Regions from separate parts of the Zea mays genome. Here all the other regions are linked to region 3. A link is a contact called in public Hi-C data. All regions are on one chromosome and are shown on one strand. The core of a region is the stretch at or near the end of the contact, and the rest is flanking DNA. Distances in the headings are between cores, read along the strand shown.

What was found. A called contact is a pair of places that touch in the nucleus more often than the background predicts.
Region 1: a Hi-C map of leaf shows a contact between it and region 3, with 6 times the contacts expected there. The contact joins the promoter of lox1 here to the enhancer-like site in region 3. A contact is called at or near these places in 6 of 25 Hi-C or Micro-C datasets (bundle sheath, leaf and root tip) and 1 of 3 datasets of contacts at active chromatin or transcription factors (leaf).
Region 2: a contact with region 3 is called in a Hi-C map of leaf, with 3 times the contacts expected there. The contact joins the promoter of LOC100282317 here to the enhancer-like site in region 3. A contact is called at or near these places in 8 of 25 Hi-C or Micro-C datasets (bundle sheath, ear, leaf and 3 more).
Region 4: a Hi-C map of root tip shows a contact between it and region 3, with 3 times the contacts expected there. The contact joins two enhancer-like sites. A contact is called at or near these places in 6 of 25 Hi-C or Micro-C datasets (bundle sheath, ear, leaf and 3 more).
Region 5: a Hi-C map of tassel shows a contact between it and region 3, with 2.3 times the contacts expected there. The contact joins two enhancer-like sites. A contact is called at or near these places in 3 of 25 Hi-C or Micro-C datasets (leaf and tassel).

Annotation. Positions count from the first base shown.
Region 1 is chr3:173,439,480-173,442,179 of Zm-B73-REFERENCE-NAM-5.0, reverse strand. lox1 (linoleate 9S-lipoxygenase1) reads right to left here and starts at 1,370. Exons shown (of 7, transcript NM_001111533.2): 1 at 1,122-1,370; 2 at 510-802; 3 at 170-407; 4 at 1-59. The coding sequence starts at 1,332.
Region 2 is chr3:173,089,946-173,092,645 of Zm-B73-REFERENCE-NAM-5.0, reverse strand. LOC100282317 reads left to right here and starts at 1,449. Exons shown (of 4, transcript NM_001351129.1): 1 at 1,449-1,814. The coding sequence starts at 1,640.
Region 3 is chr3:173,225,455-173,228,154 of Zm-B73-REFERENCE-NAM-5.0, reverse strand. No RefSeq gene overlaps it. Among protein-coding and RNA genes, the nearest start is that of lox2, 70 kb to the left of the region's middle. Within about 2 kb of position 1,429, at least 14 of the 20 cell types and tissues checked have an H3K27ac peak or open chromatin away from gene starts, as enhancers often do. A contact at or near this core is called in bundle sheath, ear, leaf and 2 more, where this site is marked.
Region 4 is chr3:173,376,216-173,378,915 of Zm-B73-REFERENCE-NAM-5.0, reverse strand. No RefSeq gene overlaps it. Among protein-coding and RNA genes, the nearest start is that of lox1, 63 kb to the left of the region's middle. Within about 2 kb of position 1,400, at least 12 of the 20 cell types and tissues checked have an H3K27ac peak or open chromatin away from gene starts, as enhancers often do. A contact at or near this core is called in ear, root tip and tassel, where this site is marked.
Region 5 is chr3:173,420,248-173,422,947 of Zm-B73-REFERENCE-NAM-5.0, reverse strand. No RefSeq gene overlaps it. Among protein-coding and RNA genes, the nearest start is that of lox1, 19 kb to the left of the region's middle. Within about 2 kb of position 1,332, at least 17 of the 20 cell types and tissues checked have an H3K27ac peak or open chromatin away from gene starts, as enhancers often do. A contact at or near this core is called in leaf and tassel, where this site is marked.

The sequences.
Region 1 (2,700 bases), core at 121-2,620, 210 kb before region 3:
GTCGCGCGGCACGTAGACGTCGCCGTCGACCAGCGTGAGCCTGCTCTCGCTGTTGGGGTCTGTATGTCGGTCGTACCAACGTTGGTTGGTTAGGACAGGGGGGAAACGAAAGCAGAGAGGGAGGGGGTGGCACGGGGACGCATGGATCGGCCGGGGACGACGCACGTACCGCTCTTGGTGGGCTTCCGCCCGGTGCGGCAGCGGCGCGGGTAGGGGAGCTCCTTGGTGCCGCCGAGGACGGGGCGCGGGTTCCCGCTGTCAGGCAGGCCCAGGTCGTTGTAGACGTCGTAGCGGTAGACGCGGTCGTGCTCCTGGTACGGGCCCTGCTGGTCGTCGCCCCTCAGGTTCCGGAGCTCGTCGTCGCGGTAGGGCTTCAGCGCCGCCGGCATCTGGCTGGGGAGGTACGTCTGTGTACGTAGAGAAGGAGATTGCGCGTGTTCATGCCAGCTGATGACCCTGCTCCTAGGTTGGTTTGCCAATGGACAACGGACGGGCTACTAACGACTCACGTCGTTGGAGAAGAAGACGCGGTTGTAGCGGTACTTGGACTGCGGGTAGATCCATGAGTTGGCGACGAAGACGATGGTGCCGTGGCCGGGGACGTCGTTGAGGGTGATGGTCTTGAGGAAGAACTCGGAGGCGTGGTTGTTCTTGACGATGATGGCGCCCGGGATGCCCTGCTTCTCCACCTCCCAGTCGAAGGTGACGCGGAACTGGTTCTCGCTGGACAGAAGCGGCGGCGGGTTCAGCAGCCACTGCTCCAGGCTCGCCTCCGCGCCCAACTTCCCGCGGTTGCCGTTGTCTGCACGGTGCACGCGCGCGCCGGTCAGCGTCGCCGTCAGACGACCAACGTGTGAAATGCACTACTGCTATGCTAAAAAAACACGGTCCGTTCTTTGTCTGGATCCGGTTTACTGTGCTAGTAGATTTAAAGTGGATTCATCTGCCGTCGTTTTCCTCATTGTTCGTCTCAAGCATCCATCCGTAGATAATTTAATTTTGTCGCTTTCTGTTTTTTTTTCTTTTCTTGAAAACGACATTTTTTCCCTCTTCATTACTGATGCATGTAAGAGAGCTGAGAAGGCAAGGAGGAGGCAGGAAGGGAGGGGTGCTCTGCTCACTAGGGTCGACGACGGTGGAGCTGATAAGCTGGCAGGTGACGCCGCGGCCGAGGAACTCGCCGATGCCGTCGAGGAGGGAGCCGGCGATGCTGGTGACGTCCAAGCCGAGCACGGTCTTGCGCACGAGCACCACGTTGCCCTTGAGGTGCGCATTCTTGTTGCTGCCCGTCAGGTCGCCGATGATGGGGATCTTTCCGATGTTCCCGAACATCTTCGGTTCCACTACTAGGTCTTTGGAGTGGCCTTGTGGGGTATTTGCTGTGTGAGTGTGAGTCGGTGATGGCTGATCGAGCGAGCAGGCCAGCTATTTATAGAGCGGGAGACACAGCTGGTGGCCCATGAAGATATGTTTATATATATCTCACGTCGAGCATCTTTCTTAGAACCAAAACCACGTGTATCACGTCACCATGTTTCAACTACTATACTCCCTTGATAAGCATATGTTCACCAGACAAAATTTGAGTTATTGTAAAGTCTGACCAACAGTTAGCAAAATTATCCAAGCTTTGGACTTATAACTTGTATCAAGACAACTGTGTTTGGGATGCTCTCTCAATGCTGATGCTGCTGCTATTTTTGCAAATCCAAGTCAGCAGGAGCTCACACGTCTGAGGAGGTTCCTTCATATCTTTGGGTGTTGCTCGGGGCTGAGGGTCAACCTGAACAAAATTGAGATCTTTCCAATTCGCTGCTCAGAGAATACGGTAGCTAAAATCCAGCAAAGCTTCCCTGTTAAGATTGCAAAGTTTCTATACCTAGGCCTTCTGTTGCACATCGATGTCCAACCCCTAATCGACAGAATTGGAAGTCGCCTTCAAGGATGGAAGGGGAAGCTCCTATCATCGGCAGGCCGCGAAACTTTGATAAAGACAGTTCTTTCGGCGCAACCTATTTATCACCTCACTATTTTCCCTATTCAAAAATGGTTTATCAAAAAAATTGATCGATATCAAAGAAGTTTCTTATGTAAAGGTATGTAACCAGAAAACGTTTATGGTGGCCATTATTGCTTGGTCAATTGGCCAACAGTCTGTTCACCAAAAGACTTAGGGGGACTGGGCATCCTAGACCTAGAGCGATTCGCTAGGGCTCTGAGACTAAGATGGTATTGGTTTAAATGGAAGCAAACCGAGAGACCCTGGGAAAACTTGGAGATCCCTTGCAACAAAAGTGATAGAGATTTATTCCACGCTTCCACGATTGTTACTACTGGTATTGGCAACAAAACCCTCTTTTCACTACAGGAATCCAGTTAATTCCCGTCGGCTAAAAACCGACGGGAATAACCTATAAACCGACGGGAATAACTAATTCCCGTCGGTAACTGGCTAACTTCCGTCGGCATCAAACCGATGGCCATCAGGTGTCGAGGATAAACTTATTCCCGTCGTTAGCTGACGGGAATAAGTAATTCCCGTCGGCCAAGGACTAGCCGACGGGATAAGCCTTAACTCCCGTCGACCTAGTCCAACCGACGGGAATTGGCCTTAACTTTTGCTGGCCACGTGGGCTGACGGGGATAAGCCTTAATTCTCGTCGGCCTGGTCCAACCGATGGGAATTAACTAGGCCAACGG
Region 2 (2,700 bases), core at 200-2,699, 140 kb after region 3:
CCTGCCTGCCTGACGGCCGGCTTTGTCTCGTCACCTTTTTGACGCCCGATCGAGTCACGCTGTTTTCAGGCCTGATCTGCCCCGACGACGCAAGGAGGAAAATTTTTAAAACAAGTAGCCGCTGATGAAGTTGAGAACTTTAGAATTTGTTTTTCCGTCAGAGATGGCAAATCTGACCTGTCCCGCACCGACCGACGCGTGAAAACCGCGAGCTCTCATTCTCTCATCAATCATCATCGATCATGAGACGAGATGCAATCACCGGACACCGACGGCGATATTAATCTATGGTTAGCCGACCCGACGTGATTAAACAAAGCTAGTAGTACAGTGGTGCCAAGGACGGTGTTCAAAACCAGTGGGCTTCCAGCTCTCAAGTCTGAACCCACGCACCTGCACCTGCATCTGCATGGATTACAGCCAGCGGACAGCGTGTGCATCGCAGGAGCAGGAGCAGGAGCCTCTTCGCTGCATCACATGGCAACACGGCGTGCGTGCCCAAGAAGAAGGGCCGAGCCATGTGGACGGTGGTCGGAACATGCCGTGCTCCCAGTTCTGCCTGTGCTTTGTTGCCGCGAGCTGATCAGTGCGACTGACTAGGGATGGCAGTGGGTAAGGTACCCGGTGGACATACGAAGCCATACTCATACCCACTAGAAAAAAATTGACCTATACCTATACCCACTACCTATCGTGGGTACAAAATTACGCCATACACATACCCACCATGGGTAGCGGGTACCCGTCGGGTACTCATACCCATTAACATTACGATAGACATGATTATTTGAATCACAAAAATAAGTACCAGCATAACAAATGTATCGAACCCAACCTAATTTTATCATAGGTTCAACAATATTCAACATTAAATGGCAATATCATGCCTTCAAATCACATAAAACATAGCATTGATTCTATAAAATTGTGGACAAAATCATGCCTTCAAATCTAATTGTTCAATACACAATACTTAATATTTGAATATATTAGCGGGTTCCCCATCGGACAGCGAGTATGGGGCAACAGAGAACATACCTACGCCCACCGTACCCGATGGGCATAACAAATGACCTAATAAAATACTTATGGATATCAAAATCTGTCATATCCATGCTCTAATAGGGTTTTTACCCATCGGGTTTCGGGTACCCATTGCCATCCCTATGACTGACGGACGAGTGGTGATGTTGGCTGGATTTTCGTGATCGATGAGTTCATGATGGCATGGTGTGCTATTGGCGACGAACAATAAACGCACTCAATTTTCTCAGATTTTCACTACACAGATCGTGATGGTCCAGGGCTCCAGGCTTCAGTCAGATTCAGAGTTCAGAATTCAGAATCTATAGAGATACTCTACTAGTCAGTTCCGAGCGGCCGCACTGGACCTGAACAGCGAGCAATGGAAAATTGGGCCGAACCATATCGAGGCCCGACCGTATCTGCATCTTGCATACAGAGAAGGCCCATCTACGCCGCGGACCGCAGGCCGCTTGTTCACGGCTCGAAAGACCAGGGGAAGCCGGAAACCGCACGGCCGGCCTGCCTCTAGTCGTCGTCGTCGTCGTCGTGGTGGTGCTTGCGGCAGCTCCGGAGTCCAGGCAGCACGCTAGTCGGGGGGCGCGGGGGAGGAGATATGGATCGGTCGTATCTCCCCGTGGCGGCGGCGGCCGTCGCCCTGGTCCTCGTGTGCTGCTCCGGCCTCTGCCGCGGCGAGCGGCTCGGGGCGAGGGAGTGCGAGGACCTGGGGTTCACCGGCCTCGCTCTCTGCTCCGACTGCAACGCGCTCTCCGAGTTCGTCAAGGACCAAGGTACGCCCGGATCGTCCCTCCGGCGCGCGACACCACGCACTCGGTGCGCTGCTGCTGAGTGCTGATTGGATTTCCGATCTCAACCGGGAACACGTAGCCGTAGGAGCAGGGAGGGGTCGTTCGGATCCGAAATTCCGAATATGTCAGCTTTCTCATCTCGGATGTGGAATCTGCGAGGAGCGGTTTGACGTTCGCTGCGTATCTTGCAGGCAGGCTTAGAAATCGGATCACTTTAAATGCCAAACCTTCTTATTGAGGGTGGTTACTGTTGAGAGCGATTTTTAGACGACATACCAACCACGACCTAGTTGACGAATCGTATTAAATCACGAGAGAACTTTAGGATTAGCTCACTGAGCATTGATGGATTTCAGATTTCCCCACGATTCTTTTTTTTTGCAGTCCTGATGAGAGGTTCGTTTTTTTTTTCTTTTAATAAAACTTGAAACGGGCAGCGAAATGGATTTCTGGGATTAGTGGAGGCTTTATGAACCTATGTTGATTGGACTAAAAAACTTTAGGTTTTGCTCTTAGCTCAGAAATTGTAGATCAGGTGGTGCTGGTTATGCATTGTCCTCACTATTTGGGTTAGCCCCCTAGTAGCACTCTATACTCTATAGAACTCTGAACTCGTGTTATCCAGATGATGCGAGGCCTTAATCTGCCTTCTATAAAAGCCGAGCAATATTAGTCTTGAAGACAGAGTCAAAGAGCTGAAGCTACCTGCATCAGAATGGACTGGAAACAACCTTATTGTCACCAACTGAACACTTTAATTTGGAGGAATATATTTTGCCAGCTCTGTTTGTTGCTTCTTGCAATATCTTTTGTTCCAGTTGCTACATGACTCCATTAGTCACAGCAAAGAAACTAGGGGTGGACTCAT
Region 3 (2,700 bases), core at 180-2,679:
GGCATCAATAAAAATTGAATGCGCTCCATATAAATTACGCTACTTTGTAGCAATTAATAACGTTTAAAACCAACAAATAACCTTTCATTTTACTGTTAGTGTGACAAATCATTGTTGCTCCATCCAATCCAACAACCTCAAACACAATGGAGTCATTTGCGTCAATGTGGTATCAGAAACGACCTAATGCTTGCAAGAGCCAAGAATGTCATGCCGTGCTTGGGCTGTAGTCTCGGCCTGTAGTGTTGGCCAGGTCTGACACGATTATATTTTTTATTTTACAAAAAAAGTACATACATATATACAATTTATATTCAATACTAAAAACATTTGATCATGATGTTTCACTGGTTAGACAGCTTCACCCAGTGTCTTCCGTCCATCTTCTATTTGGGCATATGTTCAAGGCAACGACTGTTATGCAAGCAGTCCTTCTGTGCAAGCGTGCAACCAAACCATCTGATCCATTAGATCGTGATCCAACCATAGGTCACATTTAACACTTAAACCCTTCCATCACCAGCTCAATAATCTTTATAAAAAACCCCTAACAAACCATGATTATATCTGTGGTTGGATCGTAATATAATGGATCACATGGTTTGCTTGCACGCTTGCACAGAATGACTGCTTGCATAACAGTCGTTGCCTATGTTCAAACCCCACCTCCTGCACTATTTTTTAACATTTTACGCTGATTTAATTAAATGGGCCGAGGGGTGGTCCGGCATAGGGGTTATTTGTAAAAATATGACACGGGACGACCGTTGAAACTGGTGAAGTATAGTAGATATTTATATTTTTCTTACTTTTTTTTCTAAATAATACAAACAAAAGTTCCAATCTCTCTACCGTCCTGAAACGCTGCACAACTAAGCCATAACGCTCAAGCACTTATATAACCAAGCTCGAAAATAAAAAGCGTCAGCGACATATGCAAACAATCGCAAAGAGTTCAGTTCTATACTTCTATACCAGAATATAAACGAGTAAAAGCCTGGTCTCTAAAAAGCTAACAAAACAACAGTTGTCGAATCATGGATCTTTACATAGACCGAACCGCGAATTTACTATAAACATTGTCGTCCCAAGGAGCTACGTACTCCGTTCTCTAGTGAGAACCGTCTTATGCTCTCATGTATGCTAACTATATATGTCATGTACCACATCATTATAGTCTTAATAATGTTTTTTTTGCAATATTTGTTTTCTAGTCTTTATCTTGTAAGTTTTATAATTATACTATATTTAATATTTATAATTAACATTCAGATATTGAAGATGATAGAAATAAACTTTAGTTGGATGAACAATCCCCATGATGCATGATTGCATCCTTTCGTCGTCGCAGAGTCGATGATGGATGGATCAATAATATTCTCCAACCTGCTGTGCGGGCGTGGGCGTGGGCGTGGGCGTGGCCATGTCATTGTCACAGCAAGCTGGGGGACCTTTCACATGCATGTCACCAAAGTTGCTAGATGCTGCCAATCTGTGTCAAATGGGTACATACAAGAAAATCAAGTGCATGCTGCTCGTGCGTGAATCACGTTTTTAGATAATAATCGTCTCGTCGCTAGGTACTTGTTCGTCCCTCGAGACTACCCAAACAATTCTTTGTTCGTCCCACTCGTCACAGGTGGAAAATACAAGCAAGCTACGCGGGCTCTGTCCCATACGGGCGTTTCCCTATATTTTTGTGAGCCATCTTCGCACAAAAAGGATTAGAGGGATAGGGAAAAAAAGTTTCTAGTTTGGAAACCCTATTTTTTTTAAAGGATTTTAAGAGAAATTAGTTTATTTTCACTCAGAAAAATAAAATCTTTTGAAAAAATAGAGTTTTAAAACTAGTCCGCAGAAGCTATACAAGGCGGAGGAAAAGATCTAATTTAGTTCCCATGTTTTAATATCCGTGCGTTACACAGGACAATGCTCAAGATCTTTACATGCATGTCATTTTTACTTTTTTCTAAATTGGCTCAAACTTTTTTTAAAATACAAACAAACTTCTTGTGATCTAAAAAGGAGTACTCCCTCGCGCTCCGTCTCACCCCATCCTCACCGCCGTCTCCGTGGGCTTCTCTATCCCCAGACAACTGTCATGGTCCGGCGCCCACCCACCTCCCCCCTCCCACTATTTCTTCTTCACCTCACACCTCTGCTGCCACCTACCTCCACCACTGTCATCGTCCTTGGTATAGTTGAGTCTAGGCCCTCCTACTCCCCTCCGCCCACACCTTTTTTTCTTCTCTTTGTCCTCCGTTGTCGCCTCCCAGTGACCACGGCCCCCGCCACCGCCCTTCTCCAATCATATCCCACCGCTAAGCCCGTGGGTTCCACCTCCGTCTCCTGACAGTCATTTCATCTATGTGTCATATCTGTCATCGAGGTATTAATTTCCATGACCTCCGGTAAGATCTTTGTGATTGAGTGCTTTCTTGGCCTCTATATCGCCGACTTCTTTCCCTCGGGCTACCCTAGACCTCTGTGCCAACACTTGTGTCCAAAGGTTCAGATGGCCGTGCAGCGACGACCACGTTGGTTATGGGCGAAAGCCTTTCTTGACTTTCTGTCAGCCCCGGTTTTGATGGCGCTTCTGTGCCGTCCACCTTGTTGGAGGCGAAGCTAGGATGCCCGTGTTTTGTCATATGTGGCCGCTCTTGTAGTGGTGGTTGTGAGGTCATCTAAAATCTGTGCAAA
Region 4 (2,700 bases), core at 151-2,650, 150 kb before region 3:
ATTGTAATGATCTATATAAGTGTGAACATGCACACCCACATTGTTCTGTATTTTTTTCCTTCTGTATTTACTTATGAATCTGAAATCAGTTCCGCGGCGTACACACTGTAGTTCCTTTTGTATTAAGTGTAGTGATGAGGTAATGCATTGCACTTGTACTACAGAGAGCTAAATCTATGTACGTGTGCTTGTTGTGGCTAAAAAGCATATGTTTAAGAGAAACCTGCTTTTTGTGAATGAGGTACTAGCAATCTATCTATATTGTGGCTCTAAATGGCTAAGTTTGTGTACTACTGAGGCTATTTATAGTTTCTCGGGAACTATTCTTCAGTTTCTCGAGAACTTTTGTTCAGTCTCAACTGAACTATTTTTAAGTTTCTCAGGAACTAGAGATTATTTTCTCATGAACTATTGTATAGTTTCCCAGGACCTATTCTTCAGTTTCTTAGGAACTATTGTTCAATCTCATGAACTATTTTTCTGTTTATCAGTAACTATTGTTGAGTTTGTCTTGAACTATTGTATAGTTTCTTAGAAATAAATATTGTCCAGTCACCACTTCATTCCTTCCATTGATGTCGGTACCAGTCCTTGAGTAACTTCGACTCTTGCATCAGGAACCACTTCACCAATACACTCTCGCATTAGGAACCACTTCATAACTAAATTCTCACTGCAGCTAGATTCTGAAAAGGATCATGAGAAAAAAGTTGAACAAAAAAGGCGACTGTGCAGCTACTCCGTGAATGGTTAATTAAGGCACTCTTAGTCCTGGAGTAAGTATCACACGTTTATTGAACGCACATTCGGCACATTCGAAGAGAATCAATTTAGCGCTACAATGATCTGTTTGTTTCAACCTTTTTCAGCTTGTGACCAACAAAAGCTGCTACAGACAGTCAAACGCTCAGCTTTTCAGCTCGCTTCTATAAGTACCAGTTTAGTCAAAATCGTCCAAAATCAACGTAAATATGGTATCAGCCGACTCGTTGCGATAATAGAAAACCGTCATTTTATACATTCTAAACCCTACCACACGTAATTTGTATTCACGCCGCATGTCGTCAGGGCTCTAAGTCTATTGGAGACTCGCAATTTGTGTTCCGTGACATCGTACGGGCAACTACCTAGTTATAACATATGTACGGAGTGAATGTTAAATTTAGATTTACTTTTCCAGTAGTTTATTGTCTTCCATCTCGAAATCAACTCATCAACTGATACGATGGATATATATTGAGAGTCGAGTCGGCCTGGAGAGCAGTTGATTGCAGGTAAAAAAAAATGAGCTGCAAATTTCACGGTCCTAGCGTCCAATCTTTGGGTATCTGTTGCACAGAAGGTGCGGATCGGAGCGAACGTGCTTGCTGCCATTTCCCCATGCGGCGCACGAGTTCTGTGTTGGGACGTACGCCCAAGTCCTTACTTCCGGCCAATCATTTCCCGGACACGTCGCTAGAGGTTCTTGCCATGCCGCCGCAGCGAGATCCACGTTCCCGAAAATCGTTGAGAATATCTTTGATTATCTTTGGTTGCTGCCATGTCCCTAGTACGTGTACGTTTCGGAGTATCCACACCGTATACACCATCACGCGATGAACATGCGTGAAAACGGAAACGATAATTTTTTATACCGGAATCGTTTATAAAGTTTTATCAAAATTTAAGTCTAAATATAAATAGAAATGGTTAAAAAAAATCCGAATTAGAAACTGAAATGATTCAGGTCTGTTCCGACCGTTCCAAAAATTATCATTTTAATCGGTATTTTATTATCTGTATTTATCGGTAATAAATACGGTGTTTTTCAGAAAATATTAAATCTGAACTAATCTTTATAAATTCATAATAGATTCATTTTAGCTTATAAAAATATGACACTAATTGTATTAATTTCCTAAAATCAAGATCTATCTAATAGTATATAGTTTAGAACTACTTAAAAACTTTTATTAAATCTTTTTTATGTTTTCTTACATGTTATTACTTTTGATACATATATTCAAAATTTGCACGAGAACTTAAGAAGGACCAAGAGAACACTAATTATATTGACTATGTCAAGTAGTAGGAGTACAATTACAATGTAAGTGTCATCATTATACACATCTTGATTTTACTTTATTTAGATACATAATAATGATTTTATTATTGTATGACTTCTTGCCTTATATATTTATTGTGACCTCCTACCTTATATATTATTACTAATTTTATATAAATGTATGACTTGCGTGAATTTTTGAAGTCAATTGATGGTACATGTTACCGTTTTTACCATCATAATCGTGTAATTTTCATACTGAACTTTCATTTCAGATGTTTCCGAATTATCGATGTTGTTTTCGTTTCCAGAGTTACTGTTTTAAATCTCGTTTCTGGAAAAAAAATATGAAAATAAAAATGTTTTAGTGTTTACCAATCGTTTTCGACCTTTTTCACCCCTATGAACAGGAGAGTTGCGGGGCACCAGACATACACGTACGGGTGCTTGGCCTCCATCTGGGGGATCAACCTCCAGTCCCATCCGACTACTCCCTCTCTCTCAACTACGAATTGATAAGGGTGTGTTTGGTTTGGCTTTTGGCTTTGGCTTTTGCCCCCTAAAAGCCAAACGCCAACCAAAGGGCTGGATCCAGGAAGCAGCTTTTTCTAAAAGCCGACTTTCTCGTAGTGCAAAACTGAAAGCACCCCTGGACC
Region 5 (2,700 bases), core at 83-2,582, 190 kb before region 3:
TGTGAGAAAATAGTTGTGAGATGTGTGTGGTAAGACATTTGAATTATGAATATTTATGTGGTTGTTTATGCCAATGTTGTTTGTTGAGTTGTAAATAAAGTGGTAATTGTGCCATTTTGTGTGTTGTGTATGAATGAAATTTTATATGATTTTTATGGGAAATAAATAAAACCATATTTTATTACTGGTGCAAGCCATTAATTTAGGTCAGTTAAATTGGCGAGCGAAAGTTAGTGCGACTAGAGCTAACTTCCGTCGACTGGGTTATTAGCCGATCTAAGTTAGCTATTTTCCTTCTGTGAGGCGCAAGCCGATGAAAGTTAGCATGACCGGAGGTAATTTATGTCGGTTGCGTATAGCTAACAAAAGATATGTATTTTCTGTTGGTCGTCGATGATTTAATAATTTCCATCTCCAACGAGGCAACGAGCATCAGTTAAGAATCGACAGAAGATAGTAAATAGGCAAACTAATTTTTCTCGGTCCGTTATGGATTGTTTTACATGTTTTTAATTTCTAAACATAGTTCCACCTAGAGATGTCCAAATGGGCCGTGCCCGTCGGGCGGCCCGTGGCACGGCACGATTTTGGCCCGTCACGAACACGGCACGGCCCGGTGGTTGACGGGCCCGGGCCGGCACGGCCCGTTAGTCGGGCCGGGCTTGGGCCGCTGCCGTGGCACGCCGTGCTGGCCCGAGCACGGCCCGGTTTTTTATTTTATTTTCCAGTGCATTTATTTGTATATTATAAGCAATTTTAATAGTTTAGATACAAAATAAGTTTGGTTTAGTTGGCTAGAGTGGTGCAACTAAGCATTTTAAACCCTCCAACCAAGGTTCAAATCCTAGCAAAGTTTGTTTTTAGTCTTTTTTTTTACTTATTTTTCTTCCCACCCGGTCAAAGCACGGCGGGCCTTAACGGGCTGCGGGCCGGCCCGGCACGGCACGGCTATGTGCGGGCCGTGCTTGGGCCTAGGATGTGGCACGGTGGCCTAGCCCGGCACGGCCCGTCAACCTAACGGGCCGAAACGTGCCGGGCCGAAACGTGCCGGGCCAAAGGCGGGCCCGTGCCGGGCCGGCACGGCCCACCCGTTTGGACATCTCTAGTTCCACCGCATCAAATTACCCTTTAACCTTTTAGTAAACTTTATTTTTTTTTATGAATCTATCATCTACTGTACACCTCTTACAGATTACTGTATTTAGTTCCCTTGCCATCTCATCATTATTGCAAACTTTTGTCGTTTCAGACAACGACAAGTTAGAGGCGCTCATGTCTACTACAGACAATTTTGCCAGCGTGGGCAGATAATAATGGCCAGTTCGTGTTCCACGAGTACGCGGCTACGTGTTGCCGCTGCATGGGCTGGAACTGTGGCCCACGCTGATCAATCAATGAATGAGCAAGTGTCTCGGGTAAAGCACCATCCTGTACTCAAATGAATCCTTAATTTCAGAGTTGTTTTAGATTAAATATTTTTGTGTGCAATCAAACTTATATAAAAGATTGCTATCACCGAATTATTGCTAAAATTTATGATACCGAATTATCATTAGATATATTTTTAGATACTCTTATGTCATAAATATTCGTGCTAGTTTCTAGACATTTGATCGAATGTAAAAATAATTTAAGACATCTTTATGACAGCTATAGGTAATGTGTGAGCAACTTTATCAGTCTTCTTAATGCTAGTCTGCTAGACTAGTCTAGTGGGGTGGGGTGTATGTGGGGTACAAATATGGCGGCCCATGAATGTGATGGTTACTTTGGATTTGAAGTAAGGGGCCGTTTGATTCCTTAGGTTGTCTCCAGCAAGAGACACTAAATGATCCACAACTTTATATATAGAGTTTTTCGTCGTTCGCTACCGCCCTAGCAAGAAACGGTAAAAGATTCGCTAAAATATAGCGTCTGTCCGACCACCGCTAAATCTAGTGTTTTGCTGTTCACCCGCTATCCATCGGCGCACATGGGTGTCCTCGTCTCCGAGCAACGTCCACACAGTTGAGCCAGCAGCGGCACCCATGCCTACGACCCCGCGCAGCAGCAGCAGGTGCTCCTAACTGTACCCATGCGCGGATAGTTGAGCCAGCAGCAGCAGGAGGTGGTCCAAATTGTAGCCATGGCCAAGGTGGTGGGATATCGCGTGCAAGGTTCTCGACGAAATGCTCCGGACGTTGCGAAGCAAAAAAACGACGGTTCTGATTTAGTAAAATAATATATTCAATTTGTTAAGTTGGCATATTAAAGTGGATGAGATATAGAGGATGAATTTTAGAGGACGCTGCTGGAGTCGATGAAGATATAGAGGATGGAATCCTTTAGAGTGTTCTGTAAAGGACAGAGAATATTACTTTAGAGGATAAATTTTAGAGGACGTTGCTGGAGACAGTCTTAGTACAGGGAGTAAAGTTTAGGCCTCGTTTGGTTTAAGGGACTAATCCATCTATTTTAGTCTTATTTAGTCTCTAAATTGATAAACGGTGGGATTAAAATAGGGACTAAACTGTTTTAGTCTCTAGTCCCTCAAGGGGTGATTAAAAGAGCCTAAACCATATAAATTCTACTTTTTGTTCCTCTTTTATTTCAACTGCACTAGTGGCAGGAGAATGCTAAGGGTATTTTAGTCCTCTTATGATTGATTTAATGTATTTTAAATAGTTTTAGTCCCTAAAATTAAACAGAGTAGGGACGAGG